Linked DNA regions of Sus scrofa: region 2 is linked to region 1. A link is a contact called in public Hi-C data. All regions are on one chromosome and are shown on one strand. The core of a region is the stretch at or near the end of the contact, and the rest is flanking DNA. Distances in the headings are between cores, read along the strand shown.

The links. A called contact is a pair of places that touch in the nucleus more often than the background predicts.
Region 2: a Hi-C map of subcutaneous adipose tissue shows a contact between it and region 1, with 4 times the contacts expected there. The contact joins the promoter of NUAK2 here to the enhancer-like site in region 1. A contact is called at or near these places in 5 of 5 promoter capture datasets (fetal liver, fetal skeletal muscle, liver and 1 more), 38 of 47 Hi-C or Micro-C datasets (adipose tissue, alveolar macrophages, blood and 17 more) and 2 of 2 datasets of contacts at active chromatin or transcription factors (alveolar macrophages and skeletal muscle).

What each region holds. Positions count from the first base shown.
Region 1 is chr9:65,950,768-65,954,935 of Sscrofa11.1, forward strand. It overlaps TMCC2 (transmembrane and coiled-coil domains protein 2), which reads left to right. Exons shown (of 5, transcript XM_021063276.1): 5 at 435-1,839. The coding sequence ends at 746. Among named protein-coding and RNA genes, the nearest start is that of TMCC2, 43 kb to the left of the region's middle. Within about 2 kb of position 2,149, at least 6 of the 83 cell types and tissues checked have an H3K27ac peak or open chromatin away from gene starts, as enhancers often do. A contact at or near this core is called in adipose tissue and subcutaneous adipose tissue, where this site is marked.
Region 2 is chr9:65,999,374-66,003,541 of Sscrofa11.1, forward strand. NUAK2 (NUAK family SNF1-like kinase 2) reads right to left here and starts at 2,292. Exons shown (of 8, transcript XM_003357391.4): 1 at 1,992-2,292. The coding sequence starts at 2,237.

The DNA.
Region 1 (4,168 bases), core at 899-3,398:
CGTATGCCACAGGTGCGGCCCTAAAAAAGAAAAAAAGTAAAATAAATTAATAAATAAGACTTCCCAGAGTTCCCGTTGTGGCTCAGCGGGTTAAGAACCTGACATCGTGTCCGTGAGGAGGCGGGTTCCATCCCTGGCCTCGCTCAGTGGGTGGAGGATCTGGCATTGCTGTGGCTGTGGCACAGCGATGCGACCTCTAGCCTGGAAACCTCCATGCTGTGGGTGTGGCCCGAAAAAGAAAAAGAAAAAGTAAAAAGCTTCCCACCAGCCTCCCCAGATAGTCATCCTTAAAGGACACAGCCCCCAGCTACCGCCGATCACCCTCTACCCTGCCGGGCCTTGGGAGGAGGCGCCCCATGCACGGGGCAGGTAGGGTTCAGGCTGGGGGTCTGCCTGCCCTGAGCTCCCACACGCCCACCCTGTGTCCCCTGCAGGAGGCCGTGGAGTCCTGCCTGACCCGGGTCACCAAGCTGGAGCTGCAGCAGCAACAGCAGCAGGTGGTGCAGCTGGAGGGCGTGGAGAACGCCAACGCGCGGGCGCTGCTGGGCAAGTTCATCAACGTGATCCTGGCGCTCATGGCCGTGCTGCTGGTGTTCGTGTCCACCATCGCCAACTTCATCACGCCCCTCATGAAGACCCGCCTGCGCATCACCAGCACCGCCCTCCTGGTCCTCGTCCTCTTCCTCCTCTGGAAGCACTGGGACTCCCTCACCTACCTCCTGGAGCACGTGCTGCTGCCCAGCTGAGCGGCGGCCTGTCCCGACCCTGTGCGGTCCCCGGCGCCCAGCTGGCCATGCTTCCCCGCGGGGGGGACCCTGGGGCTCCGGAGTCCCTGGGACTTCTTCCTGTGTCCAGTTTGGCCTCCTGCCCAAACTGTCCATTCCAGCTCCGTCTGCCCCCTTCTCTGTTCTTGCTTTCTTCGGTCCGATGCCTTCTGTCCCTGTTGGCCTGAAGGGAGCCTCCAGGGTCACCCCGGCTGGAGGCGGCAGGGACGTCCGTGACCAAATAGAGCAGGGGACACCCTGATGGACTGTTTTGATTAAATTTATAGTCACACGATGATTTCTCCCAGCTGACACAGATGACATGGTTCAGGAAGGCCAATGAGCATGGGGACAGGGGAGGGCCATGCCTCAGCTTCCCTGGGGGAGAGGCTGGCAGCTCCTGTTCCCTCCTCCAGAGCTGTTTGAGGCTGGATAGTGGGTTGGGCCCTTCTGGGATCTGAAGGAGGCAGGCAGGCTCTCGGGAGGCTGGGTGGGCATGGCTTTGGATTCGTGTTTTCTCTGGAGTTCTTTCTGCCTGTCCCTGGATCTGCTCTTTTCAGGGAAAGAGGCCCGAGGGGCCCCCAGCCTCAGCCCAAGCCCTTAAGGTTCTATTTATTTTATTTATTTATTTATTCGTTCCTTTGGACCGGATCCCCCTGAGCTCCAGGGAGAGGGCCCCGCCCTCACCCCGTCCTCTCTCTGAAGCCAGGGCTGCTTCTTGGCTTGTCAGGCACTTCCATCCCACTTAGCTCTGGATCATCCTGGCTGCGAGAAGTGGGGGCAGGGCCAGCCGGCTCCACCTTCCCAGGCAGCCCCTCGGCCTCTTTTATACGTCTATTTATTTGGTATGTGTGTGTTTGTGTGGGGGAGGTTGTTTGTTGCTTTATTTTTTTAAGGCTCTGGAGTGTTGTGTATGGTTTCTCTTCCCTTCCCAGCCTCCCCGAGGGCGCTTCCAAGAAGAGGGGGGGCTTCTCGGAAAAGGAGAAAGAAATCCCCTTGGAGCAGGGGAGGGCAGGGCCTGCCAGCTATTGTGGACCTTCCCGAGAAATAAATACCCTCTAAATTTTCAAACCATCCTGTGTTGTGCTGATTGATTAGGCTGTTTCCGTGGAAACCACTCAGTCTCTTCCAACACTCAAGCCTTCTGGGTAACACAGCTGGGACCACACCCGTTGGCCTGAGACTTTATCCTCCAGGATCTGACGTTGAACAAGGTGTCATTCACCCTTCCATTTGCTTTCTGCAGCCAAAGCTCTGGCTTCGATGGTAGGGAGGTGAGATGATGCTTGTCCCATCCAGCACCTGCAGAGTGCTTTCTAGGAGGAAGGGAATTGGGAGAGCAGTTCCTTAAATGGGAGAAGATAAGCAGCTGGAGGCCTGGACGGCAAGTCATGCTCAGGTGTGGCCACGAGAGGGCAGCAGAGTCCTTATTCAACCCTTTCCTAGGGTTCGGTCCCAAAGACAAACAAGCCTCTGTTTTGTTTTAATTACTCAATGAATTTATTACATTTATACTTGTACAGTGATCATCACAATCCAGTTTTATAGGCTTTCCAAGTCACAACCCCAGCGCATACCCCCAACCCCCAAACTGCCTCCTTTGGAGACCATAAGTTTTTTAAAGTCTGTGAGTCAGTATCTTTTCTGCAAAGAAGTTCATTCTGTCCTTTTTTCAGATTCCACATGTCAGTGAAAGCATTTGATGTTGGTGTCTCATTGTCTGGCTGACTTCACTTAGCATGATCATTTATAGGTCCATCCATGTTGCTAAGAATGCCGGAATTTCGTATTTCGTTCCTTTTAATGGCTGAGTAATAGTCCATTGTGTATATGTACCACATCTTCTTGAGCCACTCCTCTGTTGATGGACATTTAGGCTGCTTCCATGTCTTGGCTATTGAAAGTAGTCCTGCAATGAACATTGGAGTACATGTGTCCCAAAGACAAGCCTCGTTGGTGTTCGCATAGTCTTACCAATGCTGTCCAGCCAGAGCAAAGATCACCTGGTCACCAGGAGCTGGAGTGTGGCCTCGAGCTTAGAGACCAGGCCCTCAGGGTGTGCCCTCTGGCTATATCTCCCACCCCTGACAGTTATGGGGACCCACAGAAGCCGCTGGATTCCCAGCAGGAACCCTGTGGGAGCTTGATGGGTCCAACTGAGTCTTCTACTAGAAGGAGATACCAAGGCCCAGCTTCATGGAAGCAGGAGGGGTGTACAGAAAGCACCTACCACACAGAGCCCTGGTGCATAGTTAGTGCACCTGTCCAACTCCCATCTCTCTGGGCCTCAGTTTCCACATCTGTAATATGGATGATGCAGCAGCTGCTTATTTCAACCATTCTCTGGTTCTGTAGATCTGAGAAGTCAAGTTACAGCTGTCTCCATGAGCTCGGGTTTGAGGGGAATTTAGGAGTCAGCGACCATGCCCTTAGCTGGATCTGAGAGGGTGCTGTTCTGGCACCGCCAGGAGGGCAGTGTTGCTAGTTCATCTTCACCCTCTGTAACGTGTAGGAGTTCCACCAGGTGACCTTATGGGGCTTTCCAACAATGTCACTCCTGGACCCCCCCCCCCCCCGCTCTTCCAGAGGCAAAACACCGCCCCGGGGGACCGTGAGCTCTTGGGCCTGAAGCCCACATTCCTGGGGCCCAGGTGGGGGGTGGCTGCTCCAAGCTGCAGACATTTCCCACATTCCTCCCCAAGGTCAGGTGCCTTCCCTGCACTAGTTCTTAGATGTCACTGCCGGCCACAGTCCACACCGAAAGGGAGGGCGGGCGGGGGACATTCTCAGCTGATCCTGAGGCTGCAAACACCCCAAGGAGAGGGGAAGATCAAAAGATGCAAAAAGGGAACAAGCAGGCCATGTATTTGCCTCTCTGGGATCAGGGGCTTCTGGCAAAGCCCGCCCCGCCCAGAGGTTGGGTTTCATTCCTCTGTCGGTCACTGCCCCTCCCTGTTTATGTCTGTGCCTCTGTCCACTCTAAAAAGGGGAATTGCCCCGTGCTGGACAGGCCCACCTCTCCCACCAGGGTCACAGGGTGAGACTCTGAATCAGGGTGGCCTCTGCAGGGGAGCACCCTCCTTTAGATGCCAGGACCAACAGGCAGGCTTTTGCCCAGGGCGTCTGTCCTGCAAGTTCTGGCCCCACAACTGGGGTTCAGAGGGCTCAGCCTGGCCTGCACACTCCTGTGGCCTCAGTTGGCCCAGAGTCGGGGCAGCTGAGCCCTCATCTCTGTCTGGAGCTGGTGCTTTAGGGCCCTGGGCTGGCAGGTGGCTGGCCCGGAGTGAGCATGTTTGCTGGTCCCAGGCAGAACTGATGCTCCCTGCCAGCCTTGTGGAAACGGTGGAGACTCAGCTCAGCCCTACAAAAGCAGGTGCAGCCTGGACAAACACCCAGGCCTTCAG
Region 2 (4,168 bases), core at 1,042-3,541, 49 kb after region 1:
AGAAAACATGAGGGTTGGGAGCTGCTCTCCAAGGAGGAGGGAGACCCTGAGCAGATTCCCAGCAGAAGTATGGCAAGGTTGCGGGGGGTGGGGTGGGGGCACGTCTATGGATCAGGGAGCTTTAGGGCAGGTTCCCACTCCTACTGGTCTTGGCTCCCTGTGTACAAGTGGCCAGAGAGCACCTTCTGAATTCTCTCTGTTCTGATGTAATAAGAGCTGGAATCCCTGCCTACAGCCAATGAGGTTTGAAAACTGAAAGCTGGTTTCTCTCACTCCAGAATCAATGAGATCTCTCTTTTTCTCTCTCCCTCACTCTCTCTCTCTCTCTCACTCACACACACACACACACACACACATGCAGCGACCTAGGTCAAGAACTCAGTGGGATTTCTGAACTTCAGTCTCAGTTTCCAGGCCATCCCAGTTCCCCCAATCCAGTCTGTCCCCCAAAAGAGGCACAAGCCACAAGCAGTTATCCTCCAGCTGAGCCCCTGACAAAGCCTGAGCCCAGCAGTCTCAAGCCTGGAGCCTGACGAGGCCCTCACACTTTATAGAAAGGGAATGAAAAGGAAAGCCAGGAAGTACATGATTGCCCAATAGCTGTAACCTGGCAGCGGGCAACTGGGGACTGTGCCAGGCGTTAGCAGGAAAAACATACTCGGTCCTATTGATGGGGCCATAATCCAGTCTCCTTTCCCCAGAGTCCACTCTCCTTCGCCAATGAAATGACTTCTCGAATTTCAAACCAGCTACTGGCTGCAAAAGCAAACAATCTGGGGAGGTGACTGCTGCCATAGCTGATAAGGCAAACCATGGCCACACACACGGGCACACACACATCCAGGCACATCTCACACCCAGCATGCAACTGGATTTGGCAAAACAATCCCTAAACCACCTGCCCTAAAAGCCTTGTTATAATATAGATGATTTGGCCCCTTCCAGACCTTCTGAGTAAAATCCTCTGAGCGTGGAAGCAGGGAATTATTAAACAAGCACCCATGTGATTCCTGTGTACATAAACTCAAGTTTGGGAACCACTGTTAACTTGGTGAAACTTGCCATCCTTTCAGGGCTGGCCTTCTTTTCCAGATATAAATATCAGTTCTCAATCTCAGGAACAATTTAAATTCATATTTGTATCTCATTCGGTCCTCATAAGCATCCATGACTGAGACTATTTTATTTCATTTTTGCAGAAGGGGAAACAAGCGCATAGAGATAAAGTGAATTGCTCACAGAATATATACACCCCCTCCAAATTAATAAGACATATACCTGAAAAGGCCCCAGTCCCAAAGGTATCCTGAGGCGCACAGTGGACTTTGCACCAGAGCTTGGTTTCATATTCTCAGAATTAAAAACCCATCATAATGAAAGTTGGACTCAGTCTTAAAGCTGGAAAGGGCCTAAAGGTCAAATTCACTAGCACCCCCTGATGGGGTGGTGGTGTGTGGGGGGTAATCTCCATAGTGTGCTGGGCTGCGGAACTATCCACACTTAATTGAGGAATTAGTTACCTCATTCATGTACTCAACGACACACTTTTACTAACCTCCTTCTAAGATCAGGTGTTTTCTACTTCCTTTCCCATCCCAGTCTATTGGATAGATAGTCTGTTACCAGCAAAAATTCCACTTAAAACCCATTTTCGTTCTTTAGGAGCTTTCTCATCCCAAGACAGAACACTATTCCTCGTCCTCTATGCGCCCCGCCTCACTCATTTGGCAATCATCATATGCTGAGCTGTTGGGGTTCTCAGGTCCATGACCATTAGCACTGCAATATCAGAGAGAAGAACTACAGCGGACACCACCAGCAACCCATACACATACGCAACCTTGGTGCAGTAAAGACAATGCGGGCCCCTCCACGGAGCAAGGCACTAGCCTTCGTCCCACCCTCCATCACCCTCCGCTGGCGGCCAAGCCCCGAGACCCCAAGAGCCCCGGAGCCCGGCACGGCGCGCCGGGACAGGGAAGTGCACTTACCAGGCGCCCCGAGCTCTCCCGAGCCTTCTTCACTTTCCCGTAGGTACCCTTGCCCAGGGTCTCCAGGAACTCGTAGCGGTGTCTCAGGTTGTGCTTGTGGTGGTGCCGCTTCACCGCCTGCTTCTTCATCAGGGGTTTGGGCGATTTGAGGAGCCCGTCGGCCAAAGGCCGAACAAGCTCCGCTGCCAGGGCAGCGGTGGCCGAGGGACCCGGGCCGAGGCGCCGGGGGAAAGCCAAGGACTCCATGGCGAGCAGGTGAGCGAGGGCAGAGGGGGAATTGGCTGCACGGGGAGAGGTAGAGCTGGGGAACCCGTCTTACACCCCGGCCGGGAACCCACGGCCACACCAGCGCGCACGACCAGGCGCCGCATTCCAAGTTGTTATAAACGCCCCAAGCCGGAGGCTCTGGCCACGCCCCCCAGTGTCCATCCATTGGCCAGTTCCCTTCTGCGTGTAACCAGGGCCGCCCACACTGGCTTCCCTGGCTCCGGCCACGCCTCCTCCCCTCCGCGCCGCAGGGAAAGGTGTCAATGGAGCCCCGCCCACCTGGGCCCCTGAGGGGCAGGCAAAGGAACAGTGGACAACAGTGGCGGCTACTCGGAGGGGGGGAGGGGAGAGGCTACTGCTGTTGACGCTACTGGGGTCCGGAACCTTTGAGGGCCCCTGAAACTGCTCTTGCTTCTGAGAACCTCTTGGTCCTGGTTAGAGCCACCTGTTCCCCTTCTATTTGCTGTTCTCAGTTAGCAAGGGGCAATATGACAGTACTAGAAGTCTCCAACGTGTTTCTCCGTTCTGAGAGCTTTGCTTCTTTCTAGCAGAAATCTATACAGTCACTTAACCACTTGGATAAGGCCATAAGGAGGAAGGAGGGACGGAATGGGATGGAGACAGACTGCAGTCAAGAGGAAGGGCTGATGGAGAGCTGTTCCAGGGTTCTTGAGTTCACCTCTCCTCAGTTGGATCAACCTTAATTGTATCCCCAAAATGTGGTTCCAAAAAGTACTTCACCAAAGAAGGCTTCTAGGGCTGAGTAGAAGTACCAAATTCTCAAAATGTGGTAGAATTTATGAAATGTTGGAAGGAGGTAGAGAGAGCCAAAAGGAGATATTTATTCATTGCTATGTTTGTTTTTTTTTTTGTCTTTTCAGGGCCACGCACACAGCATATGGAATTTCCCAGGCTAGGGGTTGAATCTGAGCCACAGAGGCTGGCCTATACCACAGCCCTGTGGGATCTGAGCCTTGTCTTTGAGCTACACCACAGCTCACAGCAACACCGGATCCTCAACCCACTGAGCAAAGCCAGGGTTTGAACCTGCATCCTCATGGATACTAGTCAGGCTTGTTACTGCTGAGCCACGATGGGAACTCCGGGAAACATTTAAAAAATACAATACACTCCTCCTATACAACTTGTGTTGTTAAACCAGTAAATAGCTGCCCACCTAAGTTTTTCTTTCTGTGGTTTTGGAGCCAGGTAGATCATGAGGTGTGGCTTGGTTTTTAAGACCTGGGGCAGAATCCCCAGGTCCAGAATCCCCATTCTGAGTGTCATTTAGAGTGAAATGAGAATATCCGTAGGCTCCCCTTCTTCCTTTAAATGTGGAGAGTGTGGGGAGAAAGGAACATTTCTCCTTGAGGCTTCATGGTAGCCCACTCCTATGAAGGAGGTATTATTCTGTCAAGACCACACAACTGGTGAGAAACTGGCAGAGATGGGATTCACAAGCACCAGAAGGATGGTGCCTCCAGCTGTGTATTCAGGATGCCCTGAGGATCAAGAAGGACCAGATCCTCAGGGATTGAATTTTGTATTTAGCATCTGCCTACTTTCCTACTTCTACTGATCCTTTGATCCTTTCTATTGTGAGTTAGGGATGGAGAATGGGGCCCTTTGCCTCCTTTGTGGCAGAAGAGGACACTCTTATGCAGGAAACCAATCTCTTTCCCCAAATCTTGAAGGTCATAGGAGGTGGTAGCCGGTTTGGCACTCTTCTCTCCCCAGCCTCCCCTCTGGCTCTGGGTTACCCGTGAAAAGAGAATGAGGCCCAGGGGACAGTTCCCCTGATCACCTGTCTCCTTTCCCCAATTAGATCTACATCATTCCTAGGGTCCAGGTAGCTGGGGCCATCCAGATAGATTAGGGCTGTCAAGAGGAAGCATGGGTAATAAAGAGCA